Linked DNA regions of Pan troglodytes: region 1 is linked to region 2. A link is a contact called in public Hi-C data. All regions are on one chromosome and are shown on one strand. Each heading gives the region's core, a stretch centred on a gene start, on an enhancer-like site or on the middle of the called end of the contact. The rest is flanking DNA. Distances are from core to core; before and after follow the strand shown. Region 1 holds the start of BAG2 (BAG cochaperone 2). Region 2 overlaps DST (dystonin).

Region 1 (5,380 bases), core at 1,956-4,455, 260 kb after region 2:
AGCAGCACATTGCTAAAATAAAAAATACACCTTAATTTTTGAGAAATAATTTAAATGAAACAATTTCCATTCCTTTTACCTGCTTAGACTTTTATGTGACTTGTATGGTCTCCTGGTTAAAGGGAATGGTGTCAGAATATTTGCATAAAATTATTTTTCATAACAGTCCTTTTTTATATATTTGTGTAAACATAATATTCTTCAAGAAATAATGTTGAAAGCCTACTCAGGAATAATCTTCCTTAACTCTTTAAATTTTTATTTCATGTGAAGTGTTTTCAGTTTAGTTATTCACTGAATTGTCAGTTTCCTTCATTTGGTATTACATATTTAATTCTTAAATATTGAGGCCCCATTGTGAGTAATAAAAAATACGACATAAGTAGAAGACTAAGAAGGGCTTGTCATATTATCTTTGTGTATATGCTTCATGTTATTTAACCAGAAATGTCTTATCTCTAAAAATTTTTAGTAGTAATTATTTACCAAACTTAAAAACATTTCTATAAATATAAAGCTTTTCTTTATATTTAAGACAAAATATAAAGGCTAGAATTTTGTTCCTTCTCTGTAACACTAAATATTTTAGTGTGAAATTGAATTTTTTTATTACTATAGTCTTTTCAATCTATAATTTGTGTTTTTAATTTCTTGATATGTCACTTCTGTTCCTCCCTGCTTGCATTTTTTAAAAACTAGACATTGTGGCTTGAGAATTTATCAATCATCTTTCCAAAATGACCACATTGTGCTTTTAGTTTGTATGTTTAAGTGGTCAAGCAAGGCTCTAGGAGGTAGTCACTGAGCTGGACCTTAAACACATCTGCAGGAGCTCACAAAATAGGAGCAAAAGAGGCATTCCAGAAAGAAGAGTAGTTAAGCAGATGTGGGGGCAGGGCAAGAGGAGACAGCACCTTGTTGCCAGAGATTCTACACAAAGGTGTGATGGACACTGATGCTCTATTAAGAAGCTTTTGTGGTGTGTGTGGTAGAGAATAATTAAGGCTTCTGATAAGACAGGAAAGGGATATTTCATCATGACTGTTAAGAAAAGGTAACTGGGTTGTTTAATGTTTTAATTGATAATTGTCACTGATTGTATTTCTACTTGTTAAATAATTAAAAATCATCTTAAAATTCATACTTTGACTTTAATTTAGACACAAGGAGATGTAATCGCTGTGTAACATCAGAGGAAGTTATATGGATTATCGTCAGAAGTAAATGTTTCTAACATTGACAAAGATGCTTATCTTTTCATTACATCATTCACTCATTAATTCATTCAATCACAAAATATTGAGTACTCACCATGTGCCAGCAACTGTTCTAAGCACTTGGAATATACCAGTAAGCAAAACAAAGCCCTTACCCCTCTGTGGAGCACATATTGGTGGAGAGGAGGGGATTGTACAATGTTAGTAAGCAAGTCAATAAAACTGCATATCTGATGGTGATACGTGTAACGACGGAAAATAAAGAAGGGAAGGGAATAAATAGTGCAGGGACAGGGAGTTGGGGGGAGGCTTGCTATTTTTAATAGGGTTGTCAGAAAAGATATCACTGATAGGTAAACTTGAGCAAAGACCTGAAGAAGGTGAGGGAATGAGGATGAAAATACATATCGGGAAGAGAGTTCCAGGTGGAGGAGGTGAAGGTCCAGACAGGAGCTTAGTATATTCAAGGAAAAGCAAGAAGGCTAGTATGGCTGACAGGATGAGCTAGGAGAGTAATAGGAAATGAACTTACTGAGGTTTTTCTAATGACCTGGGCTTTTACTTTGAGGTGAGGAGCCAGTGAAGGTTTCTGAGAATAAATGGTATGATCTGCCTTATTTAGGATTGCTGTAGTTGCTGCACTGAGATAACATGTACATGAGAGGCAAGAGTAGAAGCAGGGAGACCAGAGAGGAAGGTATTGTAGTATTCCAGGTGCAAACTTACCAGGTAGCTTGAACCAGAATGGTGGCGGTAGAATTGGGAAGAATCTGGATATATTCTGAAGGCAAAATTGATGGGGTTTACTAATGGGGTGGATCTAGGATAAGAGAGAAAAAGAGTTCAGGATGATTCTAAAGTCACTTGATAGACTTTCAAACCACTCACAAAATGTGTTTTGTTTTCGTTTGTGTCATGATAAAGTTATTTTTAATAAGGTCAAATAATCCCCTACCCCAAGAGTTAATTAGGATTTAAAATGAGTTCAGAGGGAATTGGGATCCAGCCTTAAGGGCTTCAACTCTGTTCAAGTATTTAAATGGCTTTGATCTCTGATTAAAGGTGGTGGCTCAGCTTTAAACTATTATTATCTATCATTTTCTGTGCCCTGTACATTGTCATCCTTGCAATGAGAGGCATAGAGCTATCAGGAGAGGGGACTAAAGCCTAACTTTTTAAGTAGACTAATCTTTGTATCCTCAGCTCTATTCCGTCTTTTACCGACAGCTGGTGCCTGACCTAGAGGCCTACTGCATCTTTTTTGTTAACAGAGGATTTTTAAAAGTTGAGGACTTTTTAATGCCAATTATTTCACTCAGAATATTTATTTATTTATTTATTTTTTTGAGACAAGGTCTCGCTCTATCGCCCAGGCTGGAGTGCAGTGGCGAGATCTCGGCTCGCTCAACAGGAATAATTTTAATAGCAAAAATTTAAAACCCCTTCATTAAGCCAGGCGTGAGGACCGCTTGAACCCGGGAGGTCGAGGCTGCAGTAAGTCGTGATCGCGCCACTACACTCCAACGTGGGCGACAGTTAGACCCTATCTCAAAAACAAAAGAAAATTAGAATGGTAAAAATGAAGTAAATTCACTTTGCTTCCCACATCTAGCTAGACAGGGAAAGATGGAGTAGCTTTTTCTTTTTTACTTCATAGCTTCAGTGTTGTCCGGGCTTTCATTACTCTCATCTCAGTATAAAGTGGTAACAGGAAGGTCAGGTGAGTGTGGGCTGCCTAGGAGCTGTACTTACTGCCTTCTGTTTCACAAAAGGACGTTTTCTCCCCATAATGTCGTTGTTCTTGCTTTGAATTATGGGTGCTGGGAGAAACTAAACGAAGCCGTCACTGAGCAATACACCCACAGCCCGTCGACCGATAGGAACCTTCGCGTGGGGGGAGTTGGTTACTTTTAGGTTGCATGAAGAGGCGGGGCCTCGCGGGGCGGAGCTGGGGGTGGTCTGTGGGTCCGCGCGGGCTTCGGGTAGTTCCTGGGTCCGGGGAGCAGTAGGTCCGCTGGCCACATTAGGCGCTCGGTCTCTGCGTCCGCCCCTCCCGTGCCTCAGAGACTTGCGCTCCCCAGGCCCGAGCCCCTGTCGGCCCATCCTCGAGCCCGTGTGGCTCGCGAACCTCTAACTCCAGCCGCTGCAGCCCCCTCCCAGGCCCGGCGTCCCCGAGCCCCGCGGGCGCCGCGCCTGCCCTTCTTTGGCTACGCTGCAGCCGCGGTGTCGGCGAGTCCTCCCGGGTTGCCCGCGCGGGCGTCAGAGGGAGGGCGGGCGCCCGCGTGGTGACGGCGGCGCCTGCAGCCCAAGGAGCGCTCCACTCGCTGCCGCCGGAGGGGCCGGTGACCTCTTGGCTACCCCGCGTCGGAGGCTTAGATGGCTCAGGCGAAGATCAACGCTAAAGCCAACGAGGGGCGCTTCTGCCGCTCCTCCTCCATGGCTGACCGCTCCAGCCGCCTGCTGGAGAGCCTGGACCAGCTGGAGCTCAGGTGAGCTCCGGGCGGGCGGTCTCGGGCGTTCTGCTCGCCGCGCGGGCGGTTCGCGGGCGGTTAGCGGACGGAGGCCGCGTGTGGCGGGCCGGGGCCTGGGGCACAGTGAGGCTGCGGCAACCGAAGTTGCTTGTTGAGATTTGTTGTGGATGGACGTGGTGTAGTTTTGTTTGTTTCTTGGATTATCTCCCCTAGTCCGAGAGAAAACGCATTCGATTTAAGCTAAACCTGTGAGGGCGTTATCGGTGGCCACACTTTGATTAATTTACCTAGGTGTTAGGGAGCGGAAAAAAATCGGAGGAGATAAAAGTTACGGTGAGATTCCATGCGATTAAGGACTGTGGCAGCTTGGGTCTGCAGAACTTCTAGAACCTTCTGTGTGGCCCCAAACGTTTTAACTTACTCTTCTCCCGTTATGGATTTTTTAAGGGAGGCAGCAGTTTACAGTGGCCCTCCACGTGAAGTTAAGTTTCCTTGCTTCAGAACAAAAATGAATAAAACAAAACCAACCCAGCAATCCATTGAGAGCAAAGATTAGACAGGAGTGAGGGGTAGGCAGTAAGTTACCGGGTGCTTCGTGCAGCAGAGACGTTGCCGCTTCTGTTTCTCCCCTCACCTCGCGGACGGGAGTCAGCGGTTCCCTTAGTCTCTCGGTATTTATTGGGCACCTCCCTACATAGAAGACTAAGTGCTAGTCACTGGCCTGAAAGCATGAAAAGATAGTTTTCCCCTTTTCTTGCTTAAGATTTTATTTGGTAATACAGTAGTAGACTTGTATAGAATTTCTAAACAATTTAATGTTAATAGATTTTTGGAAAGACTTTAACGGTGTATTGAAAAGTTTTATCTACTTCCTGTGAACGTTTGTCTCAAGTTACTGTGTAAATTTTGTGAGCACGTGTAGTTAAAAGAAAATCTTGTTAGGCACCTGCAATTCCGTGAAACTGTACACAGGAGTTGGTTACATAGTTTTCTCTAGGTTGTGCATGAGCAAAGAAGCATGTGAGCCAAAAAGTTTAGGAAACACTGCATGTGTGTCTTTATCTTCCTACATTAATACACCCAAACATGAAGTATCTGTTTGCTGAGAAAATACTTCAATAACCACGGTATCTCTTAACAAGTGAAGCATTATTATTGTTACTATTGGGAGAAAAGAGCCAGAGAGTGAGAGATTCTCCACTCAAAATAATTTCTTGGATTATTAAGCCCTACACCAGGTTCTGGGGTTCCACTCAGAATGAGGCAAGTGGAAGAGAGAAGTAATGCTTCCTCATGGATTTTCACAATACTGGCAAACCTGACCGTTCCACTCCCAGAAAAAGTAGAGCGAAAGTAGAAATTGGTGGCCTCAGTTATTTGAAGTCCCTCTAACTGGTAATGTTTCTTTTTAGGGAGCCACATAACAAGTAACACACATCTCTCCATGTCTTCAGAACGTTGAGGGCATGTTCTCAACCACTTCATTCTCCTCTCCCTTAGCCAGAAAGAAAAGTTTTCCTAAAGGAATGGGGAGGTTGTTACTCCACTCCGCCTTCCTTCAAGCTGAGTCATTGTCCTCCAACTTGAATTAATGCCTCACATGTGGTAGGTACAAAAGCACTCTGAAGTGCTCCTCTTTAAAAGAAAGCCTCAGGTTTTGAATATTATTATATTCTACTGTTTGATTAATGT
Region 2 (5,594 bases), core at 2,433-4,932:
TAATTGAAATTTAAAATATGGTTCAATTATGAATGTAGGCCATAAACCTGGTATCATCAACAGTACCTGTGACTTTTGCCACCAAAAGTCATCATAGATTTAAATATTAAGTTGTAGTGCCTGCAGATCTCTTGAAATACTATTTATACTTGTTACTTCAAAATCACAGTAGTTAGTAAATGTGCCACTGTCAGAGGCGTTTGAACCAGAGCAACTCCACCTTAAACAGGAGCTAGGTAAAATGAGGCTGAGACCTACTGGGCTGCATTCCCAGACGGTTAAAGCATTCTAAGTCACAGGATGAGATAGGAAGTTGGCACAAGATACGGGTCGTAAAGACCTTCCTGATAAAACAGGTTGCAGCAAAGAAGCTGGCTAAAACCCACCAAAACCAATATGGCAATGAGAGTGACCTACGGTCGTCCTCACTGCTACACTCCCCCCACCGCCATGACAGTTTACAGATCCCATGGCAAGGTCAGGTAGTTAACCTATATGGTCTAAAAGGGGGATGCATGAATAATCCACCCCTTGTTTAGCATATAATCAAGAAATAAGCATAAAAATGTGTAACCAGTAGCCCTCTGGGGTGCCCTGTCTATGGAATAGCCATTCTTCTATTCCTTTACTTTCTTAATAAACTTACTTTCATTTTACTCTATGGACTCACCCTGAATTCTTTCTTGTGGGAGATCCAAGAACCCTCTCTGGGGGTCTCAATCAGGACTCCTTTCCTGTAACACCACTAGATCTTGTTATTCAACGCATTAATTAAAAAGTACCTATACTGCTGTCAAAAATATTTCTAATAACTTATATTTCAATGTAATTGGTTTCTTTCATAGTTCTGTCTTTTATCCATGTTTGCCTTTTTTTGTTGGTCACAAGCTAGGCTACGTTTCCCAGCCTCCCCTGCAGTTAGATAAGGCCATGTGACTGAGCTCTAGCCAATGAAATGTGTATATATGTAAGCCATTTCTGGACCTAGCATATAAACACTTCCCACAGCCACTTCTCCATGCTCTTCTCCTCTTTTGGCCAGCATGACCTTTGAAGCAACCATGCTTCCAGCAGCCCAAGTCCCTGAATAACTACATGAAAGAGGCCACTCTACCAACCTGTTTACCACACCTGTACCTTTAAATAAACAACAAACAAACAGATTTGTATTTTGTTTGAGCCAATGAGTATATATTTGCTATAGGAGTTTGCACTACCCAGACTCACTGGTTCTCAAACTTTATCAAGCATCAGAACCACCTTGAAGGCTCATTAAAATACAGACTTCTGGGCCACACCCTCGGAGTTTCTGATTCATTAAGTCTGGGATAGGGCTAAGAATCTGCATTCCTAACAAATCCTCCAGTGATGCTGATGCCACCATCATGTGAGTACAGTCTGAGAAACCAAAGGTCCTGCCCCTTACTGTGTGGTGAATGAGTAGTTTTGGTCTTAATAATACTGTATCCCATTGTGCTATATGCAGGGGGACCCTCAGGATTAGAGCAATTTAACTGTTTGTTGTTTTAATAACCCTACATTAAAAGATTGGTCCTGGAAGTCACTTTGTCAGCGGGGAAAAAAAATAATGTATCTAGAAGATACCTTTCTGTTTTCAGAGAGAATGTATTCCCTGGCAAGTAAAGGAAAGTGGGGCAAAATATTACCTTTTTAAAATCTTTTCTAATAACTAGTCATTGTTTGGTATAGAACATTGGTCCCTGGAGGTATGATGACAACAAAAAGTCTGTTTTGGAAAAGTCTAAGGAACTGCACATTTCTTTTTATTTATTATTTTATAGAGATGAGGTCTCGCTCAGTTGCCCAGGCTAGAGAACAGTGGTGTGATCATAGCTCACTGTAGCCTAGAATTCCTGGGCTCAAGTGATCCCCCTTCTTCAGCCTCCTGAGCAGCTGGGAATACCTGTATGCACCTCTACATCCACTTAATATTTTAAAGAGACAAGGTCTCACATGTTGCCCAGGCTGGTCTCAAACTCCTGGCCTCAAGAAATCCTCCCACCTGAGCTTCCCAAAGTGCTGGTATTATAGGCATGAGCCACTGTGCCTAGTTGAATTGTACATTTATTTTATTTTATTTTATTTTATTTATTCATTTTGAGATGGAGTCTCACTCCAGCACCCAGGCTGGAGTACAGTGGCATGCTGTCAGCTCACTGCAACCTCCACCTCCTGGGTTCAAGCAATTCTTCTGCCTCAGCCTCCCAAGTAGCTGGGATTACAGGCATATACCACCACACCTGGCTAATTTTTATATTTTCAGTAGAGACAGGGTTTCACCATGTTGGCCAGGCTAGTCTTGAACTCCTGACCTCAAATGATCCACCCACCTCGGCCTCCCAAAGTGCTGGGATTACAAGCATGAGCCCCTGTGCTCGGCCTGTACATTTATTTTAGATAAACTTTCACAGGTTAGTAATACAGTGTTTATTTCATATTGACTGATATTATATCAACTGCTTATTAGTTCCTGCTGGTAAGAAGCACCGATTTAAACAATCAGAGAGCCTTAATGTTTTCTAAATTGCAAATGAACTACAACTTAGGTGCAGTTTTGTAAATGAAAATATTTTAAAATCTCTTAATAATGTCAAACATTCCCTTCTTAAACAAAAGGCTCCACCCACAGTCCCTGCTGCCTGAGGAAGCATGTTTTGTACTGTAGCCTCACACCCCTCCAGTTATGGTTGCTGGTTCCTGACACTTAGGCTGTGTCTATCAGAGTTTTTCCTTTGAGAGTCTGAGAAAAACTGAGAGCCTGGGCTGCTTAGCATAGAGGCTGCAAGGGAGGAAGGGAAGGAGGAAGGGAGGGAATTAACTCTATAGATCAGTGCTTCTCAAACTTTAATATGTACATGGATCACCTGGAAATCCTATTAAAATGCAGATTCTAATGCAGTGGGTCTGAGTGGGGCCTGAGAGTCTGCTTTTCTAACAGGCTTCCAGGGTATTCTGATGCTGCTGGTCTGCAGACCAAACTTTGAGTAACAAGGACGTAGAAGGATTCATGGAAACTGTGTGCCCCTGGTATAGGCTGAGGCTATCAGGGGCCAGAAATCATAAGTGAAAAGGGCAAAAGGAAAAGAAGCAGCTAGTGGAGTGGAACGGAGTCATTCCTATGGCATCTCGCTACTGCAGGGAGTGAGGCCTTTAATCTGTAACCAACTTCCAGTTCTATCCATGTAAAGCCAGACCCTCGTATGGATCTTTTTCTTTGATTTCCATTAAATTATACATACAACATGCCTTAAAATATAGTATGTCTCTGATTCTGCATCCAAATGAGCCTAAGACACTAAACACAGTCTTGGATGCGGGTGGGGAAAAGACTAAACAAAGACTACGAGGTTGAAGCTACTTGAGATACAGCATCTTCTCCTTTAAAGAGCTTAAAGTGCTTTTTAATTATAAATGTTAGATTAGCCCAAGCAGGGATCATAGTGTACACTCAAAAAAAAACTACATTTTCTTTCCTGGCCGACCTCTGAAATCCACAATGAGGGGTTCCTTTTCTCTCAATACTACATAAGATTTTGTGTAGATCCTATAATTTTTCTGGTCATTCTCAGATAATTAAAAAGTCTCCCAACCACTTCTAGTCACAAAAGCATACCATTCCAATGAGGTCACATCACTCCTTTTGGTTTCCTCCTAGATGGGGTTTAAAGTGACTCCAGGCTCTTTCTCCCAAGACAGCTGTAAGAAATATTCATGTATCCTTTGCCCCAACAAATTCTGGGAGAGCAGGCTGTTTCCAGTGCAGCCCTTTCTGCTCATTCCATCATTAGAACAGTGGTCCAGCCACAGTCTCTGGCCCTTTGGAATTATTATGGAGTCTTGGGGTCGGGCGCAGCACACTGCTAAGACATTCCCCAGTCTCTAATCCTGACCTGTCTAACAGAGTAGCTACTAGCCACATATTTTTATTTAAATTTTAATTAATTAAAATTAAATTAAAATTTCAACTTTTCAAGCATGCTAGCCATATTCTAAGTACTCAATATCATATGTGGCTAGTAGAGACCCTATTGGATAATACAGATAAAACATTTGTGTTCTCACAGAAAGTTCTACTGAACAGCACTTCTTTAACCTCTCACAGATGAAACCTTAGCCTTTATCCATATACCTAAAATCGGTGATGGCTGACTATAACTATCAGCATAGACTAACGGCTACAGCAAGCAACACCAAAACCTCAGGAGCTTAACACAATAAAAGTTTATGCCTCGCTCATGTCACGCATAGATCAGCAAGTGGGGGTGGTGCTCTGCTCCACAGAGTCATTTAGAACACCAGGCACCTTCCATCTATGGCTTTTTAGGTCCTCAATATCCTCTCCACTCTGCTGGATTATGGAAACTAGGGCCAGGATTGTGTGCATGGTTTCAGTACACCAGACCTGTAAATGGCACACATCATTTCTTACATTTCATTAACTAGAACCCATTTACAAGGTCATCACCAAGTTGTAAGGGAAGCTAAAAAATTAGTTATGTGCCAAGAATAAAAGAACACAGACATTGGTGAGCAAAACACAGTCTACCACAGAGCTGGTGGCAAAATCAAATTTATAGCTACCTCCTACATAGGGCTCTACTCCTCTCTCTGGCAATGTGAGCCTTTCTGACTACAACTATTGGGGCCTCAAACAAAACTAAGACAAAAAGAGCTCCATTGACACATCTTATTACATAGCCAAACAGAATCTGAGTCCCATTTATCTAACACTTTTCCAGCATTGTTCAGCTCCTAACTACATTCAACTCTCTTTAATTCTTTACAGCTCCATAAACAATTATTTCTACTTATCAAGCATTTCCTATGTGCCAAATACTATGCATGCATTATCTCACTATTTCTTGTAATATTCCTAGTAGGTAAATACTTTTTCAATGCCCATTTTACAGATAAGGAAATGGACACTTAGAAGTTTGCCTAATACTTTCTAAGTATCTGCTCGAGGACTGAAACTCAGCAACCTGATATGTGCTCTCCACCAAAGGTCAGCAAACTATCACTCTTCGGACAAACTGACCCACCATCTGTTTTTGCAAAGTTTCACTGGAACACAGCCATGTCCATTCATTTACATATTGTCTATGGCTACTTCTCTGCCACAAACACAGAGTTAAGTAGCTGCAACAGAGATCATATGACCTACAAAGTCAAAAATACTGTACTTATTATCTGGCCCTTTACAGAAAAATGTGGCCAACCCCTGCTCTATAGCACCCTGTAGGGCCTTGAGCACTCTGTTTCTAACACAGACTGAAAAATAATTTTGACTTGATGTTTTGGTCTGCTAATCTGTACTCTCAGTCAACAACCTAGTCTATGAAATATAAGGTCAGCCTAATTTCTCTCTGGCAGCCATGTCTACTCCATCTGTTTGTAGTTTCTAGGCAGATCAAACAGCATCTGTTATGTTATTTCATCAAACACATAGATGATGCAGTTGGATTATTTTTCTAATCTGATGATTTTTTTTATATTTAGACTGCAACTACCAGGCAAAAGTCTGCACAAATTTTATCAACCCTACTGCAATCCTTTATCCTTCCCATCTCCAG

What was found. A called contact is a pair of places that touch in the nucleus more often than the background predicts.
Region 1: a Hi-C map of stem cell-derived neural progenitor cells shows a contact between it and region 2, with 2.6 times the contacts expected there. The contact joins the promoter of BAG2 here to the enhancer-like site in region 2. A contact is called at or near these places in 1 of 7 Hi-C or Micro-C datasets (stem cell-derived neural progenitor cells) and 1 of 1 datasets of contacts at active chromatin or transcription factors (stem cell-derived excitatory neurons).

What each region holds. Positions count from the first base shown.
Region 1 is chr5:63,035,366-63,040,745 of NHGRI_mPanTro3-v2.0_pri, forward strand. BAG2 (BAG cochaperone 2) reads left to right here and starts at 3,206. Exons shown (of 4, transcript XM_063812495.1): 1 at 3,206-3,706; 2 at 5,101-5,293. The coding sequence starts at 5,280. It overlaps LOC107975177 (a long non-coding RNA gene), which reads right to left and starts at 3,060. Exons shown (of 3, transcript XR_010157727.1): 1 at 2,970-3,060; 2 at 1,944-2,037. ZNF451 (zinc finger protein 451) reads left to right here. Exons shown (of 15, transcript XM_063812488.1): 15 at 1-1,141.
Region 2 is chr5:62,775,414-62,781,007 of NHGRI_mPanTro3-v2.0_pri, forward strand. All of the region lies in intron 2 of DST (dystonin), which reads right to left. Among named protein-coding and RNA genes, the nearest start is that of DST, 43 kb to the right of the region's middle. Within about 2 kb of position 3,683, at least 4 of the 24 cell types and tissues checked have an H3K27ac peak or open chromatin away from gene starts, as enhancers often do. A contact at or near this core is called in stem cell-derived neural progenitor cells, where this site is marked.